Regions from separate parts of the Mus musculus genome. Here all the other regions are linked to region 4. Evidence: chromatin contacts called from public HiCAR-type and HiChIP or PLAC-seq data. All regions are on one chromosome and are shown on one strand. The core of a region is the stretch at or near the end of the contact, and the rest is flanking DNA. Distances in the headings are between cores, read along the strand shown. Region 1 holds the start of Dysf (dysferlin). Region 2 holds the start of Zfp638 (zinc finger protein 638). Region 3 overlaps Dysf (dysferlin). Region 4 holds the start of Rab11fip5 (RAB11 family interacting protein 5 (class I)).

Region 1 (3,448 bases), core at 332-2,831, 1.4 Mb before region 4:
AAATGTGGGAAAGAGATACGGTGTAGACATTACCTAGCTATTGCTGCTGAAAAGCAACATGCAAGGGAGTCTTGGGGTCCGGGAAGGTGCCATGTGGCTCAATTGATAGAACACTTTCCTAGTTTGAGCTCCAGATTGCATAAAGTGGGCACTTTGGTGTATGCCTATAATCCCAGCACTGAGGAAGGGGTGGTAAGAAGATCCAAAGTCCAAGGTCCAGTGCTCAAGGCCACCCTGATCCTAGAGTGGATCTGCAAAGGAAGAGCAAGAGACAGCACTCCAGTCAGAGTGAACAGCGCATCAGAACCCAAAGGGTGCTGGCCTGGCGCTTTTTTTTTTTCCCCAAGATAGGATTTCTCTGTAGTTTTGGCTGTTCTGGAACTTACTCTGTAGAGCAGGCTGGCCTTGAAGTCACAGAGATCTGCCTGCCTCTGCCTCCTAAGTGCTGGGATTAAAGGTGTGTGCCACCAAATGGTTTACATTTCTTTTAAAAATAATTATTTATGGAGAACCTGCTCCATCAGGATCTTTTTGTTTCCTCCTCCTCCTCCTCCCCTTCCTCCTCCCCCCGCCTCTTCTTTTTCTTCTTTGGCCATATTTTCAAGCAGAGCCCATAGGCTCTTTTTGGTGGTGTGTTAAGATTTGAAAGCATGACTGAATAGTTCAGGAGAGTAGAGGAGGAAATGGAAATAGAGTTTGGAGGCTCTTTCAAAAGGTAATGCAAAAAGAGCGTGTGGTTGGCGTTTAGGCTGAGTGGTGTGGTTCCCACATGTGTGTGCTGTCAAGAGAGAGGGAGACTGGGCAACTTGAGAATCGCTGTCTGACCGCTAAGCATCCACATAAGCAGAGTTGGTTGTCTGCCCTGCCAAGTCATACAGGGAGCAGGTGTGGAGGGCACGAGCAGGATATCCCCTCTGAAAGTGTTGTGTCCCTCAAAATGAAAAGGGCCGGGACCATGCCCCCGCCCCACCCCCATTTACCTGCTGGAGTGTGTGGGGGTGGAGGTGGGGAAGAGAAGCTTGGGTGCTGTTGGGAAGGATCTTCCTAAGCTGTTACAGGATCAGACAACACACAGATGCGTGCTCAGGACTGGAATGACTTAAGGGTCGTGACTTTAGCAACTTTCTCAACCTTGGAGGGTGAAGAGTGCAAAGATTGTTGCAGTGGAGAACTGCAGGAAATCGAATGGGCAGCGACTGGGAACGTAGTGTGATTTGAGTTAGACCTCAACAACTCTAGGTGTCGCCAGGAGATTTCCGTGGCAGCTCACTAGCAGTTGTGCCTGGGTCACTGGGCACACAGTGCGCACTTATTCGGCGTTTACTGCGAGACTCTTTGGACCCGCGCTACCCCAGGCAACAACCCTGCCCTGTTCTTGCCAGCCACTCATCCAGTACCTCGCAGCAGCGTTTCCTTCTCTGGAGACCCTCAGAACAAGGCACCAGTGCCTGGTCCAGAGTAATTCCTTGCTCCTCCTTGGCCACCGCCCTGAGGGCGGACCCAGGCCGGGATGGAAGGAAGGATCCGCCCCCTGGGTGTACCTTATCCCACGCGCAGCCTCGCATTCTAAGCTGACCAAGTCTCCGCGGAGGCGCAGCAGAATCAACTGCTCTCTTGGCATAGCCATCCTGGATCTGAACTCTGGCAGGGCAGTAGTGACTGAGTCCTAAGCTCCTACTCCCTCTCCGTCCCACGCGCCTGGGCTGCGGAGCCATGCTCTGTTGCTTGCTGGCAAGGGCCAGCAACCTCCCCAATGTGAAGAAGGACCGGCGCAGCGATCCAGTTGCCAGCCTGATTTTTCGAGGTGAGAGTCCTGAAGCCACTTCATTCAGGCTTGGGTACCATCCGTTTGTTTCTCTGCATCTAGCTTTGGGGTCTGTGGGCCCAGATCAGACCAGGAATCCCGCCCCAGGACTGACAGCAAGGAAACAGCAAATGTTACAGAGTTTAGGAAAACTGGAAGTACTGTTCTAGGCCAGGAGTTATTACTTTCCCAAGACAGTACTCAGAAGGAAGAAAGGCTGGATAGTGGGCACAGGGTGGGTTGGAAGACGCAGAGGGTAGCGGTGTAATCAGGGCCACCACATAACTGAACTGGTTTGTGAGCGTTTTAATAGTGCTCTTTGAAAGTTACCGTCCCATCCATCTATCCATGAATCTGACTGAACACTGTCCGTTTGAATGGCCAAATCTCAACCAGAAGGAAGAGGAACTGAATACTATGGATGTGGCTTTGTCGCAGGAAGTCTGAGGAGTGTCTGGGATGTGGGATGCTTTCCAAATTCAAGTTGCTAAGTCTTGTGCTGCTTAGACCAGAAAGGGTTTCTCTGCTGAGACTACTTCTTCCTCCACATATCTGGCCCTTTCACTATGGCTTCAGGCAGATTCCCAAGGGAGGGGTGTCTCAGGAGGGGAAAGGGAAGAGGAAGGACCTGTCAAAATGAGAGAAGGGACAATAGTGGTGAGTCAGGACCCCAGTTCTGCAGAGAGAGATAAATAAGGAGAGGAGAGAGGGCTTCCTCTCACCAGGAGCTGTACCCCGGGGCTCTGCGGAAAATATATTTAAAAAGGAGAGCAGCGTGTAGAGAAACTGAGGCACGGCTTGTCACAAAAGTGTTAACCTTTGTGACAACAGTGGGGACATCAGGATTCCAAGGGTTTGTCCACTTTACATGCAGCCCCACCCCCAAATAATATGAGAGACAGGGACTGAGCTGAGCTCCAGATCACGTGTTTGTTCTTGGTCTCGGGTGGTCGCGGGTGACTATCCGGCTGATTCTTTTGCAAAGTGTGATTTGAAACATCCTAGGCCTCCCTGGTGTTTCACTGGTCAGGCTTGCCAGGGTGTTCCTGATGTCAGGAAACTTTCAGCAGGGTTCTTCCTTCTTTCTCCCCTGACCGTCTCTCAGCTGTCGCCCAGACTTTCACTATACGGAAATTGTTAGGGAAGTTGGGTATACCTCAGTGGTAGAGCACTTTTTTTGTGTGTGGTGTGTGTATATATGCATGTAGGAGAGGCTGGAGGACCTCTGGTCGAAGGCGCTGCTTAGGTTTGGTTTTGTTTTTTCTTCCTTTCTTTCTTTCTTTCTTTCTTTCTTTCTTTCTTTCTTTCTTTCTTTCTTTCTTTCTTCCTTCCTTCCTTCCTTCCTTCCTTCCTTCCTTCCTTCCTTCCTTTCTTTCTTTCTTGAGACATTTTGAGACATCTCATTGGCTTACAATTTCCCAGGTCAATGAAACGCCATAAAAACTGGTTGGCCCTGGAGCCCTAGGATTTTACCTGACTCTGTCACCCGTCAGTGCTGGGCTTACAAATATTTGCCACCACACCTAGGTTTTGTTTGTTTGTTTGTTTGTTTTAACATCCAGCTTTAGTCCTCTTGCTTGCTAGGCAACCAGTTTCCCTTATCAGGATCCTCGGCCTCTCACTGTTAGACCATTTTCCCATCAT
Region 2 (3,147 bases), core at 114-2,613, 1.5 Mb before region 4:
CGAGGAGGATGGTTCTTTAATTTTTATTTTTTTTAATTTGTAATTTCTTGTTTTTTTGTTTGTTTGTTTGTTTTTTTTGTTTTGTTTTTTTTTGTTTTTTGTTTTTTTTTTCAAGACAGGGTTTCTCTGTGTAGCCCTGGCTGTCCTGGAACTCACTCTAGACCAGGCTGGCCTCGAACTCAGAAATCCACCTGCCTCTGCCTCCCAGGTGCTGGGATTAAAGGCAGTTCACCACTGTCCTGCAGTCCTTTAATTTTTTTGAACTAGCTTATATTGGCATAACTGAGTCAATTTAAAAAGATAGAACATTGAAGAAAACAGTTAAAAAAATTTTAGCCCAATCTTTTTCATGGGTAAAATCAATCAGGATTATAGATGTTCACCACTCAGGTAGTTTATTTTTTGAATTCTGAAATGATATAAAAATTTTTCAATATTAGTCTTTTGACTTAAACTTTTTTTTTAGAATTATTTATTTATTTTATGTATATGAGTACACTGTAGCTGTCTTCAGACACACCAGAAGCAGTCATCAGATCCCATTACAGATGGTTGTGAGCCACCATGTGGTTGCTGGAAATTGAACTCAGGACCTCTGGAAGAGCAGCTAGTGCTCTTAACAGCTGAGCCATCAATCAGTTCAGCCCTTAACTTTTATTCCTTTCTAATTTCCCATTTTATTATTCTATCTATTTTGTGTTGTTTGAGACAGGGATGTGTAGCTTTGGTTGTCCTGGAACATCTTCTGTAGACCAGGCTGGCTTCTTTCCCAGATTTCTGCCTGCATCTTGCCTGTCAAGTGCTGAGATTAAAGGCCTGTACCAACACTGCACGGTGTAATTTCCCATTTAAGAGGTGGGAGATAAGGGCTGGAGAGATGGCTCAGTGGTTAGGAGCACTGACTGCTATTCTGAAGCTCACGAGTTCAAATCCCAGCAACTACATGGTGACTCACAACCATTCCTAATCTGGGGTGCCTGAAGACAGCTACAACGTACTTGGGTGTGGAGGCACACACTTATAATTCCAACAGTTGGAAGGCAGAAGCAGGTGGGATCTATGTGAGTTCAAAGTTCCAGACCTTTTCTTTAAAAAGGGGGCGATGGGAGTGAGCAGTAAAAGCGAGAATATGTTAATAAGTGAATGTTACGTTGTGATACTGAGGGAATAGTAATCAGAGAAGGCTTCATGGAAGAGAAGAGGGATGGTTTGCAGGTTCTAAAATCTTGAGTGATGTTACCCAGACCGCTGCAGGTGTAGGACCAGCCATAGCTGGCGATCGCCCCCTTCTGGCAGAGGGCGGCCTTGTCCCCCGACAGCGTCTCTGGAGAACGCGGAGCCTGAGGCACGCAGGCGCAGTGAGCGGACGAGGGCTTTAGGCGAAGATGCGCATGCGTGTAGTCCCATGGAGGCGGTAGCTGCTTCATCGCGGTGACTGGAGGCCGAGTGCTAAACTGTGTGGGGCACGGATGGGATCCAGCTGTTAGTCGGTAGGCATAGGTAGGGCCGCTGCCTTGCGGGGAGCCGGGGACTGGAAGGCAGAGGTCCTTAGCGCAGGCCCCGAGCGGTCCCTGCCAGGTCGCGGTCGACTATTGTATGTGTCGCAGCCGCTGCGTACAAGATGGCGGCGGCGGGGCGGGTGGAGCTGAGGGACCCCGGGTGGGCCTCGGCCGTGGCCTGTTTCCCCTCGCCACTCGCCGACCGCGCCGTCGCGCCGCAGTGCCCGTGGGCGCAGCCGCCGGATGCTGCTGCTCTGAGGAGGAGCGGGCGGCGCCCTCGGGGAGTCCGGCTGCCCCTTCCCCAGCGCCGCGGGTCTGCCGCTCCCCAGGCCTGACAGCTAGCGGGAAGACCGCCGCGTGCCCGAGCGCCTTTCGGAGCCCCGCGGGCCGCGTGCGCCCTTAGTCGGGCTGGAAGAGCTTCCTTGCAGGGGGCTGGGAGCGGGGTGTGCGGGCTGTTGTGGGCCAAGCGCCCCAGTGAGCACCGAAGCCGAGATTGTCGGCCCTGGGATGTCGTCGAAAATGGCGGTGACACTTCCACATTCTTAGAGGAGTCGTGAACACTGATGTGGGGATACATGCTTGTGTTGGTGTGGTTCCTAGCTTGGGGAAGAGCGGAGAGGTCTGTACACCGACTCTCATCCCCGAGGATGTGCCAGACGTCCTTTGTTGTTTGAAGTAATTGCCTATGAGGGAGTCTCAGTATTACAAAATCTTTGAGCTTGACAGTGATTGTAGCCTCGAGCTATTTAATATTAAAATTACCCTTTGGCAGTTTGGGAATTCTGGAAGGCGCACTCAATGTGAAAAGTTCTGAAGAAAAGCTTCTTACCAGGATCCACCCGACCATGTGGAGTCAATCTTTCCTAACCAGTTTGGAAATTGTTCACTCTCACATAAAATTCTCCCTCTCTTCATTTTGTGTATGATGGGTTAACTTGTTTTTCAGGGGAGTTGTGTTTACTGCTTAATTTTAGAAATTTAAAATGACAGACTGGAAAAAGATTACAAGAAAAATTAATGTAAAGCTGTTAACACAGAAAAATAAAGTTGTTTATTACATTTTTTCAAAATGTTATTAATGATTATACACTTAAGATTTAGTGGGCTCAAGCTGCTTTACAAATTTTGACTTTTATATTTCCATATTCTGTAATGTGTACTTTCATATTTGTAGAATCCAAAATGTAATATACTAAAATATGCTAGACCATTCCCCGCCTTATCATTTGTGTAGGAACCAATGGGTAAAGATAAAACAGTTGAAAGAAATTACAAAAATCTCCTTCATTTGTTTTGATTAGCTGGTTTTCAAATGTGTTCATGACACATACATAACCTTGTACATTGAATACGTTGTAGTTTTCTGCATTTGTTATGGAATGTGCTTTTTACCATAAATTCTAGTTCTAAAAAAGGTTGTCTCAGTCATCATTTTCTGGGTGTTGTAAGAGTGTTTTAAGATCTCTGAGACTTTGGTTTTTATGTAATAAATAAAAATGAGGAGTCTAATGGGCAGAGAATAGGTTTTGGAACCAAAAGTTATGGATTCAAATCCTTTTTGCTCTTATTATGTGTGAGACTTTAGTTGTTTTAGTCTTTCTGAACTTTTGTTTTCTTTTTTTTTTTTTTTTTTTTTTTAAAGATTTTT
Region 3 (3,313 bases), core at 394-2,893, 1.3 Mb before region 4:
TTTTCTTCCTTCCCTCCCTTCCTTCCTTTTCCCACTCTTCTTCCCCCTGTTCTTCCTTCCCTCCCTCCCTCCCTCCCTCCCTCCCTCCCTCCCTCCCTCCCTCCCTCCCTCCCATCCATTCTTTTGACCTACTGGGAATTGAATGTAGGGTCTTGTTCACATTGGGTGAGTGGTCTACTGATGTGTACCTCCCCTCCCAGTGCCATGTGGGGTTTGTATCTCCACTGAATTTTACATGGGTGCTGGTTTGTGGGCCTGGGCCTCAATGGGAGGTAGGGTTGGCATGTCTCTGTCTAGAGCTGTGGATTTAGGGTAATGGGGCTGTGGCATTTGCACCAGCTACCCCATTCTGAATCTTATTTTCCATTGAGCCTTGTCTCTGCAGAGACTCCCTGCACCTGAGCTTGCCCTGCATGGCCAAGAGACCTAGGGTTTCAGGGCCAGCTCTAAGAGCAGCCAGTGTGACAGAGGGATGACTTCTGGGTTGCCACAAAGCTCGGATTCCACATAGAGTTCCATGCCCCAATCCTTTGTGTCTCCTAGCTCTGCAGCAAGATCCTGGAGAAGACAGCTAACCCTCAGTGGAACCAGAACATCACCTTGCCTGCGATGGTGAGTGGTCCTTTGGAGGACTCAGCAAGTCGAGGTCCCTGAGTCCTGCTGGCACCCCGACTTCCGCTTAGCAAGGGCGTGGCTTTCTTCTAAGATTCTGTTCTCACCTAGCTCCCTTTTCTTCCCCAGTTTCCCTCTATGTGTGAAAAAATGAGGATTCGTGTCATGGACTGGTGAGTTCTGGGTCCTTGAAGGGGTGTCTTCAGGGGTCCTCGGGCCTGTTGTTTTGTGCACCGGGGCTGCCGCTGTGACAGAGGGTGCATGTATCAAGGCAGGATATGAGGGCTGTGGGCAGTTATGGGGCAACCTGGAGCTGGGTTGCTGTACTGGCAGAAGATGAAGAGGCCACAGCCAGGGGCAGTGAGGAGCCCATCTCTGGAGGCTTCCTGAGGAGTTGCTCTGATAAGTCATTGGTAAGGGTAAATGCAGGGTATTGAAGCTAAGCCAGCTGCTGTGTCCCGTGGGACAGAATGGAAGAGATCCCCTCCACCAGCTGGAAATGGGGGTTATATTTCCCGAACAGAAGTTACCATTGCAGGTGTCAAGCAGGTCAGGACAGTAGCCTGTGGGTGTCTTAGACTCTTACCACCTGGTGAACACCAACTTGTAGGCCAGGGCTGTGTCCAATGAGCACTTTCCACATGTATGGGTTTATCTGACCCTTGACAAGGTGGCATGGTACTACTTCACAGAGGAGACAGGAAAGAGCAAATGACCTGCCCTCAGTGACAGTTCAGAGGACCAACGTGAATGGCAGCTGGAGCTGGTACTCTCTGCCTGGCCTTGCTGTCTCTCACAGCAGCAGTGATGTGGCGGCCTTTCTCACACTTGAGGGGACAACAGGGCCCAAGCTCTGTGAGCTCCGAAATGCTAGGCTTTCCACAGAGAGCAAGTTGTCCTTTTCCTGCCCCCAGAAGCGCTGGTCATGTGGCTCCTGGCCATTCTCCTTTGGTTGCAGGCCCACGGCACCCCCAACTAGGAGGATAATGAGAGACCAGGGGAAAAACCCCAGGCCACAGAGCCATTAAAGTGTGTGCCAGTTCCCCGGGCCTAAAGAAAACAGATTGAGAGAATTAGAGGGAGAGAAGTGTGGGCAGGGGCCAGGGAGAGGTCCCGAGGTCTGCCACGGCTGGTATGAGCCTCAGAGAAGGGGAAGCGGTTTCGTGGAAAGGTACACTTTACATTCCCTGAGCCGTCTCTGCATGTCAGCTGGAAATGACTGTGCTGTGTGGACGGGGACATCCCGGTGTGCATGTGTGTGCGTGCATACATCTGTGTGGATGTGTGTGGGTGCGGTTAGCCCCATGGATTGTGGCTGTGCCTGGCCTGACTCCCTTGGAGCTGTGTCAAAGCTATCAGCATACTGTACAATCCAAACACATTACGGAATCTGGTGGCTGCATCTCTGGCTTGGGTTGAAGTGGCACTTTTATTGTGAGTCTATTTTGAGACTCACTGTTTTCCAAAAGCCTTAAAACCCCCAAACCCAGCTCTTGGCCAGAAAGCATGCCACTGCTGGAAGTTTCTATCCAGAAAGTCCTTCTTCTGAGAACACACAAATGAGCGTCTCCTGTCACCTGAATCTTAGAAATATGACACGGTCCATGTGGCTCTGTAACTTAAGCTTTCATTCAAGCCTTTAAGAATTCCTTTTTCACTAAAAAACAAAATTTCCTCAGGGCAGAAGAGATGGCTCCGTGGTTAAGAGTGCTTACTGCTCCTGCCAAGGATTAGGGTTCAGGTCCCAGTACTGTGTGCCACTCATGATTGTCTGTAACTCCATTCCAGAAGATTCAACACCTTTTTTGTTTGTTTGTTTTTTGTTTTTGCTTTTGCCTCTATGGGCAACTACATCATAAACTTGTTCATGCAAACATACATAGATGTTTTAAAAAACAAAAAAACAGAAAAACAAACAAACTTTCCAAATCCCTCCTCAATAGAAGCTACCTCCATGGAAACAACAAACCCCACCCACTCTTCCTCTCCTTTCTATTTAGACAAGGCCAGAAGTCAGAAGCCAGGTTCCCTTTAAGGGAGCGAGCTTAACAATGTTTTAAAAATACCTCCAGCGCTCTTGCCTTTGAGGCACTGGGTTCGATTCCTGTCATTGTAAGAGGCAACCAAGAGAAGGGTGTGCGATGTCAGACGTGGGATGTCAGGCTTCGGTACCGCTCCCTCAGGAAGCTTTCTCATGACACGGCTTACCAGAAACCATGACTTGGACATGGGCTGCCAGGCTACTCATTCTTCCCAGGGGAAATGTCAAACGTTAAGCTTGCTCCCTTTCCTGGGAAATCCAAAGAGGAAGGAAGAGATAGAGACTGGGGTGTCTCAGGGGGTTAGGGTTAATGGAATATGAAATCAGCATGCCTTGTCTTTGGGAATGGTGCTGAATGCTTCTGTCATGGCTGAAGTGCTCACAGTGGGGAGGAAGCCCCCCCGGGGAGACCAAGAGAAGGGTTTGGGGAGTATGCTGGAGAACCTGCCTGAGGGGCCCAGGGCCCCGCCCAAGCGGACACTGCTGACCTCTGTACAGTAATTCTTGTCTGTGGCTCTGGTCCTTGAATCCATAGTTGTTCAGTGCCTGAGGCACTTCCCTCTGGAAGTCTGGAACCTTCTTGTCTCATACAAAAACGTCTCCTAGCTGGGTGTGGTGGCACACGCCTTTAATCCCAGCACTCAGGAGACAGAGGCAGGC
Region 4 (3,092 bases), core at 391-2,890:
GCCCAAGCAAGCCACAGCAGGTGGTCAGCCCTGGGGACTGACTTCTACATGGTCCCTGGCCCAAACAGGAAAAGGTGATCCAAGTCTTAGGTCTTTTATTTTGTTTATTTGGTTTGGTCTTCAAGGCAGGGTTTCTCTGTGTAGCCTGGCTGGCCTGGAATACAGAAATACACACAGCTCTGTCTCTCAAATGATGGCGTTAAAGGTGTGTGCCACCACAGCAAAGACAAATCTTAGGTTTTGATCTTAACCCTACAAAGGACACACTCTGACAAAATAAATGTTTAACCTCCTACCCTTCCCAGGCTTTGGTGTCTCTGGCCTTTGAACCCAGCATTGGGGAGGCAGAGACAGTAGAATCTCTGAGTTCAAAGGCAGCCAGGTCTACATAGCATGTTCCAGGACAGACAGCGCTACGTAGAAAGACCCTGTCTCGAAACAAAACAAAACAATAAGAACTTTTCCTATCCTTTCTAGAGAAAATAATCCGGAGAACTGAGGGCATTATAACCACTGTCCCACTGACCCAAGCTGATTCAAATGTACCCTTCTTTACTCCGAGGTGGGCCAATGCTCTCAGTCCTGGTACCCTAAGACAGAGTCACAGAGTACGTCTATACGGTGAGGTGTATCCCTGAACGTTCAAAGGCCAAGTGTCCTGTGTAACCCCTGGGAAGGCTGGGGTGTCTCCCTTCAATCTTGCCTTGGAAGATAACACCTCACCTTCCTGCTTCTACAAGGTGAGACTTCCTCTCCACTACCTACAGGCTAGTCACCTCTTTGAGGAAAAGAAGGCAGACCCTGAAGTCTTTAAATTTCCCTTCTTGAATTCCCACAGCCTCAGAATCCCATTCCGAACTTTCCTTGGCCATGTACTGCCAACGCTTGGTCACTACACCAACTCCATCAGGCCTTCCAGGCCCACCAGGCTGCTGGGGAGACAGTCAGGGGGAATTGGGGAGGGCAGAAGGCTGAATGAGAAGTAACAAACAGTATACGGGTTTGTGTCCTTGAGTGGGAGGACCGGGTCCAGACGTCCCAACCAGCCCCGCCCGGTTAGGCCTTCAACCGTTTTTGTCCCTGCTCCCAGCGCCCCAGACTCACTGCGTGTGCTGGGCGCGGCCTGCGCGGAAGACCTCGTCCAGAGCTACGGTTGCCCGGCCCAGAAACTTGTCCACGCCGATGAGTGAGCGATGCATGGTGGTGAGCACGAGCTCGCAGGCGGCGTTGGGGCCGGAGGCCCAGGGCGCAGGGCCCGCATCTGCCTCCTGTGCCCGCAGCAGGCCGTCCAGGGCTCCAGGCGGTAGCTCGAACGAACACTCTTCGCACCATTCCGGGCAGCCTTGCGTCTTCTCCACTACCGAGGTGCTGTACTTCTCTCGGCCCACCTGGATCACCGTGTACGCGTCGCTGGTGCTGCCGGCGCCCGAGCTCTTGCCCCTCAACCCGCTGGCCCGCAGCACGGTCACCTGGACATGCGTGGGCAGCCAGCGGGAGGATCCGGCCGCCGGCTCAGGGTCCCGCACCAGAGCCATGGCGGACCCTGGGACAGAGTGACAGACGTGGCAGCCGCGGGATGCTGTCAGGAGCCGGCTCCCCCGCGCCGCCTGCAGCGCACCGACCGCCGCAGCTGCGGGCTGGCCTGGGCCAAGCGGGCCGCCGCCTCCCCGCCGCCCCGCCTCCCGGGCGGCCGGCCGCCCCGCGACGTCACGCCCCGCCTAGGCCCAGGCCAGGCCCCGCCCCCAGTTCCACCAGCATATAGCTGCCTAAGAGCTAAAGAAACCCAGAGAGGGGCGCGGCCTCTGCAAAGATGTGGGCGGGGCTTTCTCACTGGCCCAGCCCCTCTGGGGGAACCTCAAGCTCCCGCTGCTCTTCTAAAAGGTGACCGGTGCAGAAGGGCGCGGCCTCTGCGTGTGTTGGGGGAGAGGATTGAGATCTGGCCATGCCTTAATCACGACCGGATTCGCTTGTGCACAGTGCGGAACTGCAAAGGAAGAAATGGAGGGGGCTAGGGACGAAGGCCGCTTGCAGCCTCTGCAGAGAGGTGGGCGTGGTTACCACCATGGCCCCGCCCCGTTTAGGCAGCGACTCCAAGCTAGAGAGCCGAACCTCTCTGCATAACTATCCACCGCGCTCTACCTGGACAGTGTCAGGGTTTTCTGCAAGCTCCTGTACTCCTGAAAGCCCTCGCTGCTTCGAAGATCCATTCTGCTCGGCGTGGATTTGAGGGTAGATAAGATGCCTACTCTAGAGACCCCCTAAATCGCACATGCGCTCCCATTTTCAACTCTCTACATATATGTGATGACCTAGAGCCGCCGCTGGGAAATCACTGGAGTGGGACTTAAAACAATCTTTTTCTGCTTTGATTTTTCCCCCACTCCCTTTTTTTTTTTTTTTTTTTTTTTTGGAAACGGAGTCTCTTCTGGCTCTCCTGGAACCTGCTATGTAGATTACGGCTCGAATTGTTAAATTCCTGCCTCCACTGAGTGCTGGGATTAAAGGCGTGCCCACTGGTTTTAAAACTTTTGTGTGGCCAGGTGTAGTAGTGCTCACCTTTAATCCCAGCACTTCCACTTGGGAGGCAGAGGAGGAAAGATCTTTTTGAGTTTGAGACCAGCCTGGTCTACATAGTGAGTTCCAGGCTAGCTAAAACATTAGCCTTATATACAAACAAGGCAAACAGGGCCTTGTTGGTAGTAGACAAGCATTCTACCACAGGACTAATCTTCCACCTCTAAATCCATTCATACTTGCCTACTGTGTGTTGTGTTCTGAGAACTGCCAGCACACTTGTTTCATTATTAAGATAATGGTTAATAATTATGGATGCTGAATTTCAGCAAGAGTCGGCCAACAACTGACTCATGAGCTTTCTGTGCATGACCTCACTCATTCTTCAGAGCCACCCTATATGTGAATTTGGTTTCCCAGAAGGCAGAATTATAGGTTAGATAAATTTACCTAAGATGCATAACAAAGAAGCTGTTGTAGCACAGCCTATAATCCCAGGACTCTGAAGGCAAATTCAAGGCCAGCCTGGGCTACATGGTGAGCCTTTACTTTTTTCTGTTAACTTTCAGAGCCTACCC

Evidence for each region. HiCAR-type assays count read pairs that join an accessible place to other places. HiChIP or PLAC-seq counts read pairs in DNA pulled down with a chosen protein or histone mark.
Region 1: an H3K27ac HiChIP or PLAC-seq map of cardiomyocytes shows a contact between it and region 4, with 4 times the contacts expected there. The contact joins the promoter of Dysf here to the promoter of Rab11fip5 in region 4. A contact is called at or near these places in 4 of 39 promoter capture datasets (the 3T3-L1 cell line, cranial neural crest, hippocampal neurons and 1 more) and 3 of 115 datasets of contacts at active chromatin or transcription factors (cardiomyocytes, pancreatic cancer cells and stem cell-derived neural progenitor cells).
Region 2: a contact with region 4 is called in a HiCAR-type map of astrocytes, with 4 times the contacts expected there. The contact joins the promoter of Zfp638 here to the promoter of Rab11fip5 in region 4. A contact is called at or near these places in 1 of 39 promoter capture datasets (cranial neural crest) and 4 of 115 datasets of contacts at active chromatin or transcription factors (astrocytes, embryonic stem cells and pancreatic cancer cells).
Region 3: a HiCAR-type map of astrocytes shows a contact between it and region 4, with 4 times the contacts expected there. The contact joins the enhancer-like site here to the promoter of Rab11fip5 in region 4. A contact is called at or near these places in 5 of 39 promoter capture datasets (the 3T3-L1 cell line, frontonasal cranial neural crest, hippocampal neurons and 1 more) and 5 of 115 datasets of contacts at active chromatin or transcription factors (astrocytes, differentiating embryonic stem cells, embryonic forebrain and 2 more).

What each region holds. Positions count from the first base shown.
Region 1 is chr6:84,017,805-84,021,252 of GRCm38.p6, forward strand. Dysf (dysferlin) reads left to right here and starts at 1,582. Exons shown (of 55, transcript NM_021469.3): 1 at 1,582-1,804. The coding sequence starts at 1,714.
Region 2 is chr6:83,912,990-83,916,136 of GRCm38.p6, forward strand. It overlaps Zfp638 (zinc finger protein 638), which reads left to right and starts at 1,364. Exons shown (of 27, transcript NM_001355286.1): 1 at 1,364-1,490.
Region 3 is chr6:84,083,173-84,086,485 of GRCm38.p6, forward strand. It overlaps Dysf (dysferlin), which reads left to right. Exons shown (of 55, transcript NM_021469.3): 15 at 544-612; 16 at 742-785. Among named protein-coding and RNA genes, the nearest start is that of Dysf, 65 kb to the left of the region's middle. Within about 2 kb of position 1,644, at least 20 of the 459 cell types and tissues checked have an H3K27ac peak or open chromatin away from gene starts, as enhancers often do. A contact at or near this core is called in astrocytes, where this site is marked.
Region 4 is chr6:85,372,994-85,376,085 of GRCm38.p6, forward strand. Rab11fip5 (RAB11 family interacting protein 5 (class I)) reads right to left here and starts at 1,641. Exons shown (of 6, transcript NM_001003955.2): 1 at 1,105-1,641. The coding sequence starts at 1,535. It overlaps 4933423K11Rik (a long non-coding RNA gene), which reads left to right and starts at 1,861. Exons shown (of 4, transcript XR_869208.2): 1 at 1,861-2,229.